Regions from separate parts of the Mus musculus genome. Here region 2 is linked to region 1. Evidence: chromatin contacts called from public HiChIP or PLAC-seq data. All regions are on one chromosome and are shown on one strand. Each heading gives the region's core, a stretch centred on a gene start, on an enhancer-like site or on the middle of the called end of the contact. The rest is flanking DNA. Distances are from core to core; before and after follow the strand shown. Region 1 holds the start of Sema3g (sema domain, immunoglobulin domain (Ig), short basic domain, secreted, (semaphorin) 3G). Region 2 overlaps Gm35907 (a long non-coding RNA gene).

Evidence for each region. HiChIP or PLAC-seq counts read pairs in DNA pulled down with a chosen protein or histone mark.
Region 2: a CTCF HiChIP or PLAC-seq map of large pre-B cells shows a contact between it and region 1, with 3 times the contacts expected there. The contact joins the enhancer-like site here to the promoter of Sema3g in region 1. A contact is called at or near these places in 25 of 39 promoter capture datasets (the 3T3-L1 cell line, 3T3-L1-derived adipocytes, the C10 cell line and 15 more), 2 of 15 datasets of contacts at CTCF or cohesin (large pre-B cells and pro-B cells), 85 of 484 Hi-C or Micro-C datasets (the AML12 cell line, B cells, the BV-2 cell line and 47 more), 21 of 115 datasets of contacts at active chromatin or transcription factors (the 230-238 cell line, T-cell acute lymphoblastic leukemia, bone marrow-derived dendritic cells and 12 more) and 4 of 9 other capture datasets (adipose tissue, embryonic stem cells, liver and 1 more).

Annotation. Positions count from the first base shown.
Region 1 is chr14:31,216,013-31,220,800 of GRCm38.p6, forward strand. It overlaps Sema3g (sema domain, immunoglobulin domain (Ig), short basic domain, secreted, (semaphorin) 3G), which reads left to right and starts at 1,861. Exons shown (of 16, transcript NM_001025379.1): 1 at 1,861-2,013; 2 at 4,547-4,707. The coding sequence starts at 1,899.
Region 2 is chr14:31,455,926-31,460,713 of GRCm38.p6, forward strand. Gm35907 (a long non-coding RNA gene) reads left to right here. Exons shown (of 4, transcript XR_383329.4): 2 at 1,130-1,222. It also overlaps the pseudogene Gm49252. Among named protein-coding and RNA genes, the nearest start is that of Sh3bp5, 22 kb to the left of the region's middle. Within about 2 kb of position 2,281, at least 10 of the 459 cell types and tissues checked have an H3K27ac peak or open chromatin away from gene starts, as enhancers often do. A contact at or near this core is called in adipose tissue and embryonic limb bud, where this site is marked.

The DNA.
Region 1 (4,788 bases), core at 611-3,110:
AAGGACTGGGTGTTCAGCTCAATCTCAAGCAAGACAGAAGGCCTCAGCCTGGGCTAGATACCACCACGTTTCCCCAGGGAGGTAGATGCAGAATGTCTCCACCCTACTGAGACCCCAGGACAGAACCACTACTGTAGCGGCCTCTGCTGTACAGGCGTCGTTCTTCAGTTTTGTAAGTTCCTACACAGGATGGCTGGTCCTTGCCTCAGGAGAAGGCAGATCCAGGAAATAAAGGCTTGCATCCTTCAGCAGACTCAGAGGCAGAGGTGGGAAGGAGCCAGTTACTGGTGTCTCTGAGCAGCGCCTGATCTGCTTCCAAGTAAGAACACCACCACCACCACCACCACCACCACCACCACCACCACCACCACCACCATATTAGTGTTCTAGGGTCCAGGGGCACAGGGAGGTGAAGTTACGAGCCATAGGTCCTTCTTGAGCTGAGCCAAGGAATAATCTGTTTTCTTTCTAGAGAAGAGATAGGGAGGGGAGGTAAGGTCCCAGAACACTAGCCCTCCAGGAGGCCCAGAAGCAGAGGAGGGTTCCAGGGCGGAGCTGAACCTGTTCTCAGCCGTCTGTGGTCTGAGCCATGACTCTCTCTGAAAGGTTGGTGGGGAGCATCCTGCTTCCCCCCTTCTGAGGTCTCAGGCCATTCCATCTGGGAGGCCTACCCTATGGGTGTTTCTAGAACCCTGGGAGCTGAAAGGAGAGTTCAGGGCAGGGTGAGGTGAGAGGTGGGGTCAGCAGGTCCAGAAACTGCTCTGAAAGTGTGTGTGTGTGTGGGGGGGGTGTCCCACTTACCCAGATTCAGGGCCTTGGTGCATCTTCCCCTTGGCTCCTTTTAATGCACTCCACACCAGAGTTTAGGGCAGAACTGTGATCCCTGTAGAGCCCATGGGCTTGGGAGGAACTCACCACGGACCTATTGTGCTCTGGCCCCTGGGCCTCCAAAGCACTGGGGCCTGGAGGAAGCAAGACAATAGAAGTTCTCCTAAGCATGGAATAAAAGCATGGAATAAAACTTACCCCTTACCTCAGAGCAAGCCTGCTGAACTGAGATAGAGCCCTGTGGATTCAGAGAGGGGCTGTGGAGCCTGGGGAGGTCTGGGTGGGAGCCTTAGGTCAGTGGTTCTCAACCTTCCTAACGCTGCAACCCTTTAGTACAGTTCCTCATGTTGTGATGATTCTCCAACCATAAAATTATTTTCATTGCTACCTCATAACTGCCATTTTGTTAGCGTTATGAATTGTAATGTACATCTCCGTGGTTTCAGATGATCTTAGGCGACTCCTGTGAAAAGCCCATTTGACCCTCAAAGGGGCCGTGACCCACAGGCTGAGAACCATTGCCTCCGTTTCTTACCAGTGCCAGACCTATGATGTATGGCTGGACCTTAAGCCCTACCAGCATGAAGTTGAAGTGAATCCTCTACCCACACAGCAGCTTAGGCACAGGGGAGAGCTTGGCAGTCAGGTCAAGGATACCTGGCTGGCTCAGGACTAGTGATGCCTCTCTGGAGAGGCAGGGAGTAAAGCCAGACCCCCACCTGATTCCTGACCTCTCTCTCAGGTTATCCCTTCCCCTTGCTGCTTTGTTGGAGCCTAGGCACTTGCATTTGTGAGTGTCTGTCATTCAAACTGTCCACACCTCAGCTGGGTCAGAGTCTCCCAAGGGGGAGCAGGCCAGTTAGCTGCACGGGCATTGAGCGGGCCGGCCGGCTGAGGTGGCCGGAGAAACTGCAGGTAGATGGCAGGCTTGGAGCACTTCGCTCTTCCTCTCCCGCCTTCCCGCCCAGCACTGGGTGGAGCCACTGCCTTATAAGTGGCTGGCCTGGTGGCAGCAGAGCAAACTACATCCAGCAGCAGGATCAGAGGGCAGCTCATTTTTTTTTCCCAGCATGGACCCATCTGCGTGGGCCATCTGCTGCCTCCTGGGGAGCCTTCTGTTCCATGTGGGCATCCCCAGCCCTGGTCCCAGCCCCAGTGTGCCTCGTCTGCGGCTCTCCTACAGAGGTACTGGCCAGTGCTGTCCTGTTTGTGTGCATGCTGTGAATGTCTGTGAATGTCCGTGGCTCTAGGACATCCTTTAATCAGCCAGCAGCAGCATGGGTAAGGTTTCCTGGTCAGACCCTGAATGATGCTAGGGATGACTGTGGGCAGGAAAGGTAGACACATCCTGAGAGCCATGGCCAAAGTGGAAGACTAATACAAGGGGGAAACTGAGGAGACTGCTACAAAGGAAGGGTGGGAGATGGAAACAAGGAAGGGGGACGGAGGTACAGAGCAGAGGGAGGGTATAAAGAGGGTCTGGGCAGACATCAAGGGAGTGGGTAGAAGTCTGTCCTTCTGGTCCTGAGCCACAAGGAAAGGAGGAGCCTCTCCCACCTCTTGTAGCCTGTCCTGACTTATCATCATCCACGCTCACTTGACCATCCTCTCTCCATCTATAGTCCAGGAGAGTCTCAGCTTTCCTCTGCCATCTTCTCTCGGTGTCTCTGTCTCTGTCTCTGTCTCTCTGTCTCTGTTTCTCTCTGTCTCTCTCTCTGTCTCTCTCTCTGTCTCTGTCTCTCTCTCTCTCTCTCTCTCTCTCTCTCTCTCTCTCTCTCTCTCTCTCTGTGTGTGTGTGTGTGTGTGTGTGTGTAGAAGTGGTTCTCCGCTCTAGCCTAGCTGTGTGGTTCTGCCTTTTTTGATGGTCTGAGACAAATAAAACTAGGATTTAATTATAGATTCTTCTTCAACAAAAATGTATGGCAGCTATGTATCTGTGTGTCTATGTATGTATGTATGTATGTATGTATGTATGTATGTATCTATCTATCTATCTATCTATCTATCTATGTATCTATGTATCTGAGTGAGGGATGTGAGAGTGTTTTGTCTAGGTGCACATGTGCCACAGTGCATGCTGTACATGTGTATAGGTCAGAAGACAACTTGCAGGAACTGGTTCTCTCTACCATGTGAGGCTCTGGGGGTCAAACTCAGGTTGTCAGGTTTGGCAAGTACCTTTACCCACTGAGCCATCTCAGAAGCCCCGCAGATTTTTCCTGGGGGAGAGGAATCATCTTCTCTGGGGAACAGCAGTCAGAAGGGGGATGGCACAAGCTTGCTGTGGAGACCATGTGGGTAAAGGGCTCTTTGTTCGGGGAGCTGTGGCTTTGAGGGACAATCAGGCTACTCTGAGAGGGAAGTCTCAGAGTCTATATTAATCAAGCAGGGTATCCTGAAGAGGCCACCAGTGAGTTTGAGGATGGAGTGTGGTGCCTGAGGAGTTCTGGACAAAGGTTACTCTGGGCCTTCCCAAGTGGGGCAGGCAGCCCCTTCTGGACAACTCTGCCAGTCCTTTGCTGGGGCCTTGCTTCCACCTCCCCAAGCAGAAGCAAGGAACTATATCAAAACTCTTGGGGCTCTGATCCTTCCATCTTTGGGGTCAGCTGATAGGGCAGTGTGTACAAGGGAGAATGTCATTTGTCCACAGCTCTGAGGCTGGAGTTCTGTCAGGCCATGCCTGGTCTGCCCTGTGTCTTGGTGTGCCCCCCGCTGAGGAATGTTCCCCTGGCCTCCCCTCTCCCCATTGGCTCCAGTCTTTTGCGTGTTCACACTCTTCCACCTTCTTCCTGGCTCTCCCAGCTCTTGTCCAGGCTCTTTGATGTAATTGCTGTCAGTGGGGCTTTCTTCCCTGGTTACTTAGCAAAGATACTGAGATACAAGGATCCAAGCACTTAGATAGGATACTGGGGAGTTGTCAGATGAAAGACCAAGGGTCTGAAGAATGGAGGACAGGGGACCATTAGGATGTGGCGTGGTGGCAGAATGCTTGGATGCTGAGCATGATGGAGGGTAACCCTAAGTTTAATCTCCAGGTCAACTAAAAAACAAAACAAACAAAAAGACTAGAGAGATGGCTCAATGGTTAAGAGCACTGTCTGCTCTTCCAGAGGTCTTGAGTTCAATTCCCAGAAACCACATGGTGGCTTACAACCATCTATAATGGGATCTGATGTACATGCAGATAGAGCACTCACATAAAGTAAATAAATATATCTTTTTTTTTAAAAGAACGATTCTGAGTTCGAGGCCAGCCTGGTCTACAGAGTGAGTTCCAGGACAGCCAGGGCTGCACAGAGAAACCCTGTCTCGAGAAAAACCAAAAAAAAAAAAAAAAAGAAAAGAGAAAGAAAGAAAGAAAGAAAGAAAGAAAGAAAGAAGGAAGGAAGGAAGGAAGGAAGGAAGGAAGGAAGGAAGGAAGGAAGGAAGAAAGAAAGAAAGAAAGAAAGAAAGAAAGAAAGAAAGAAAGAAAGAAAGAAAGAAAGAAAGAAAGAAAGAAAGGGAAAGAAGGAGGTAAACTAGGCAGGGCGCTGGGAGCTATTGGTACCACTTGCCCCAAGAGCCATGTCCCAAAAGCCTTGTAGCAACGCTGTGAATGGTAACATTTTCCAGATGTACATGTGTGGTGAGTGCATAGCTGGGATCTTCATTCCCACTTCCTGGCTGAGAGAGCAGGCTCAGTAGCAGACCCTAATTCTCTTCCTTTGCTCTTTGCTAGATCTCCTGTCTACCAACCGCTCTGCCATCTTTCTGGGCCCACGGGGTTCCCTAGACCTCCAAGTCATGTACCTGGATGAGTATCGAGATCGCCTCTTTCTGGGAAGCCGAGATGCCCTTTACTCTCTGAGACTGGATCAGGCATGGCCAGACCCCCGGGAGGTGAGTCGGACTAAAGGGGGTGAAAGTGAGTACTTCCAGGTGGAGGTCAGACGGAGAAACTGAGACCATGAGTTTAGGGTC
Region 2 (4,788 bases), core at 1,031-3,530, 240 kb after region 1:
TCTGTACCATTTGCCTCAGGCTTTCCAGCTCCTATCCACCAAAGAATGGACCAGATCATAGGGATGGAGGGATGGACAGACAGATAAACAGGCAAGTGAATACATTCCTGAAATAGTAAAGGATGCAGGGTGTTTACATTATATAAAATTATCAAATAACTTACATGTGAAATTTAGTTCCAGAAGTCTATCTCATCCCTTTAATCTGGTAATATATAAAATCAGGTCGGGAGGGCTGGCTGTGGTGAAACATGCCAGTAATCCCAGCCTGCTGGTGGAGGCAGGATGATGCGTTCCAGATCAGTTTGGTCTATATAGCACACTCAGAGCCAGCATAGACTACAGAGAGATCTTGTCTCAAAAACATCAGTGTTAAAAATTCATAATATTGGAGTTGGTAATATTTAAAAGGGTGGCAGATGGCTTGAACGTGGTGTCAGAGTAGGTGGGTTGAACAGATTACAGAAGGTAATTGCGGGGGGGGGGGGTGATCATGGGTTAGCAGGGAAGGTGTGAAGAGAAATTGCCCTATAATTACTACGGTTTCAGAATAAATCTATAGAGTTTGGTTTTGGGGGAGTAAACAGTTTCTGGGTTGCAGTGACAGCTTCTGGCTGGAGGATCAAGCACAGCCTTGCATAGCAGATGGCTCTGTGCTGCCACTATCTCTAGCCTCCCTCCCACCTGCCAGCTAGGCTCCTGCCTCCATGCTTAGTCCATGATAGTCCATTCTCCCTCCTATAGCCACAATGGACTAGACCCCGTCAGAGCTGATGGCCCTTCCTGATGACCACTTCCTGTCTGATGACCCTTCCTGCTGACCACTTCCTGTTCACTGTCCATCATAAACATACTAAGTTCTCAGTGCCCACCAGCTCTGTGTGATATTCTGGCCTCCACCTTACTTCCCTGCAGCCACATTGGGCACCTAGTCTCCCGGCCTCGTGCCCATCTCCCCGGGAGATCTCTGTCTCTGCTTTTCCTCTGACTGACAAGTTTGCTCTTCCTCATATGGCTGGCTCTCCCTCGGTCTGGGTTATTTTCCCAGAATGCCCTTCCCTGGCTTCTCCCTTTCTCCAAACCACTCCTCCATTTGTTTAGGACCGTTTTGCTCATTGTCCTTCTCCAGGTAAAAGATGGGGCTACTGGCATCCACGTCTATGCTTCACTGCTCTTGTCCCCAGAAAGATATGGTCCTACTAGGTGCTGAATTATGATACAGGTGAGTACATGGAGGATGGACAAGCTCACACAGTGTGCTACCACCTTCTCACTGTGCTTTTCCCTGTGTGGGGAGACAGTGCTCCTCAAAGGTGGAGAACCATGGGGCAGGGAGGACAGAGCCCACGGGAAGGAAACACTCTTTTCCCGACAGCACGAGGCAACAGGCAGCAGCCTGCACAACAGTTTGTTCCCAGAAATTCTGTGTGTATTTTGAAACCTCCCAAAGAGTTGACAGGCATGGATCTGGGGTGTACCATATTGGTACAAATGCACATGCAAGGCGAACTGGGTTCAATCCCCAGTACCCTAAAAAATAAAGATACTGGGTAAACCTGGAAGGAGCTGCTGAGTCCATGCTCCCAGAATCCCATTCTAAGCCTAGAGAATGAATCTGGTCATCATCTATCGTTGACGTGACTTGTTGGGGTTCCTGTGCCCAGGGGTTACGCTCCCGTGCATAAGGACTGGTGGGATTCATGAGTGGGTAGCTAAAAAAAAAGGAACTTACTGGAAAGATATGGGAGGCTCGAAGGAGGAGGGCCTGGCTCAGAGAAGGGGGAGGGTAAAGAAAGGCTGTGTGTGTGATCCATGGGACACAGGAAGGCAGGCTAAGCATGCCAGCATGCAGGAGACCCACCCTTCGCTGCACACTTTAGGTGGAAGCCTTCCTTGCTCTCCCAGTCCTCTAGGGCAAGCTTGTCTGGAGTCAGTATCTGCCAACTGGGGGGAGCAGTGATTTCCCCTGCCCTCTCCTGCAGAAAAACCAAGAGGTCACACCCCCTGGTTGTCACTTGTCTGCAGCAGGCCTGATCTGAATCTAGTCCTGTCAGGACTGTGAGCAGAAAAGTGGCCCCACCGTGGCTGGCTGGTCCTGACCTGGTCACAAACATAGGGGATTGTTGGTGCAATGATGGTGCAACTGGTGGCCCTGGTTCCCCCACCCCGAGGCAATCAATTTAACATTGTGCATCTTTATGGACAAGCTGGACCAGTGGAATGTCTGCAGCTGGCTCCCACCTGCTTGAGGGACCCTACTGCCAGACCTGTCAAACTGGCTGAGGTCATGCTGAGAGTTTAAAACTGGCCCTGATGGGAGTGTTTACGCCACAGAAGTTGCCCAATGCCATATGTCAAACCTACTTGTTTTTCTTTCTCAGAGAACTAGTTATTAAACCAGTCCCCATGTGCATGAGAGCACGCATGCACATGCACATGTGCGTGCGCGCGCGCGCGCGCACACACACACACACACACACACACAATGTGCATTACCAGGACACACTGTGCTTGGTCTTACTGTATTACTTTTTAATCACTACTAGATTGTATCTTTAACCATGAGATTAATCTGTAGTGTGTTGTTTTAAGGTTCCACACTGGGCTGACAGTCTGTGGATTTTTCTTTTCTTCTCTTTTCTTTTTGATAGGTTTTTCCCTTTATTCATGAGATCGTAAAGAGACCAGGCCATAAACCTCCAGCTCTGTGAGTCCCATGACTTGAACAGGCCCCAAGGGGAGTGAGGGTCAAGTCTGTGACTAGCAGGAAAGTTCCCTTTTCTCTAAGCCACTCTGACTCTATCTTGAAACCAGCAACCAGTAATTGTGTCTATGATGTTATGGCTAAGAAATGAGTCTTGGGAAAGAGTAGACACAGTGGCAGTGTCCTGATTTTCTTTTATTCCACTAAGGGGGAGCCACACTGTTCCTTTAGCAGCATCTCCAATATTCTAATTCCCTTCTGGGCTCCTTGTCTTAAGAACGTTCTAGCAAAAGTCTCCAAAACACAGTTGAGAAATTCAGCCGCTGTGACTGGAATTCTGCCTGTTTGAATGAACTCTGTCCAACCTGGACTTTCTATGCTTTCCCGGAAGACAGACGCTTCCTTCAAGGATGCGTACTGTGTCCACGTGAGGCAGCGACTCCGGATAGCCATGTTCCTTTTCTGAAGGCTCAGCCATGACTCTTCTTCTAGCTGGATTATCAGGTACCTTTAAAATACTCACCTTTCAGAGGAAGCAAGCGACCACCTGCTCAATGGGATCCTGGAACACCTGGTGCATGTCCATGGTGACCCCCATGTCATGCACCCTCTTTCAGGCTCCTTGCCGAGCTCTGGCCACACCCAGGATTTTTCTTTTCTAATTAAGAGTAATACATTCTTTGCATCCACTCCCACTCTTCCCCCCCCCCAAAAAAAAAAACATGTTGATGAGAGTCTTGCTGTGTAGACTAGACTAGCCTCAAAGTGTCTGTGTTGCTGAGGCTGATCTCAAACTCCTGAGCCTTCTGTGCCAGCCTCCCAAGTGCAGACTCAAGGCCTTTGCCACCTTCCCTGGCTACTGTCAGATTTCTCCTCCCCCCTCCCCTGCCCTTCCCCCTCCCCCTCCTCATGTAGCTAGAGATAACCTTTGATTTCTTATCCTCCTGCCTCAGCTTCCCAAGTGTGGGCATTACAGACATGTGCTTTAGTCCTTAAAGCCTTCCTTCCTTGTGTACGGCTTACTTTCCCTCTCTCATTCTCCATCATCTTTGGGACAGCACCATGTCACTGTTTAGCACTGGCTGGACTGCAACTCGCTATGGACTCCAGGCTGGCCTTGAATTTGCAGCTAACCCCCTGTCTGTCTCCTGGGTGCTGAGATTGCGCAGTCTGGCTTATTCAGGAAGTATTTTAAATCACAGATCCTAGGCTACGCACTTAATAAACAATAAGAATCTTTGGAGGTGAAACCCATGTTCTAATTTTTTAAGCTTTGCTTTCATTTTTATGGGTGTTTTGCCTGCCTATATGCTGGTGTGAGAGCATCAGGCTGGAACTGGAGCTGCAGATGGCTATTAGCTGAATGTGAGTGCTGGGATTTGAACCTGAATCCTCTGGATGAGCAGGCAGTATTCTTAACCACTGAGCTCTCTCTCTAGCCACATGTCAGCATACAGCCATGGTTAAGAATCATTGGTGCAGCCCAGAGGGCTTGATAATTCAGAAAGTCTAATGTAGCGAGTCTGGCTGGGCCCTGAGACTGCTTTTCCAACAAGCTCCCAGAGAAGCCAGCACTGCCAGCCATGGCTCACACTTGTGTAGCAGGAATACAAATAATGTCATAATTTTCTGAGTTTTAAAGATTATATGGAATTCAGCCATTTAAAGAGTATGTGGAATCCAGGAAGCCATCTTACCCCGGGGTGTATGTTCTCAATACCAAATCTTACTACTTTTCAATCAGTTGTATTCAATCTGTGGTCTGACTCAGCTTTCAGTGTGAGCTAATCCTGGTGGTGTAGGACTCTGCTGCAGGGAAGAGGAAAGAGGATCATAAGTTCAAAGCTTGCCTAGGCTACAGAGTGAGTTTAAGTTCAGCCTGTATAACTTAGTGAGATACTGTCTCAAAACACCCAGAAAAAATAAGGAAAAAATAAATAAATTGGACTGTGGATGTAGCTCAGGGGTAGACTATTTATATAGCATTCATGAAGCCCTGGCTTTGAATCCCAGGACTAAAAAATAAAAGTTAGCTGGGCAGTGGTGGTGCATGCCTTTAATCCCAGCACTTGAGAGGCAGAGGC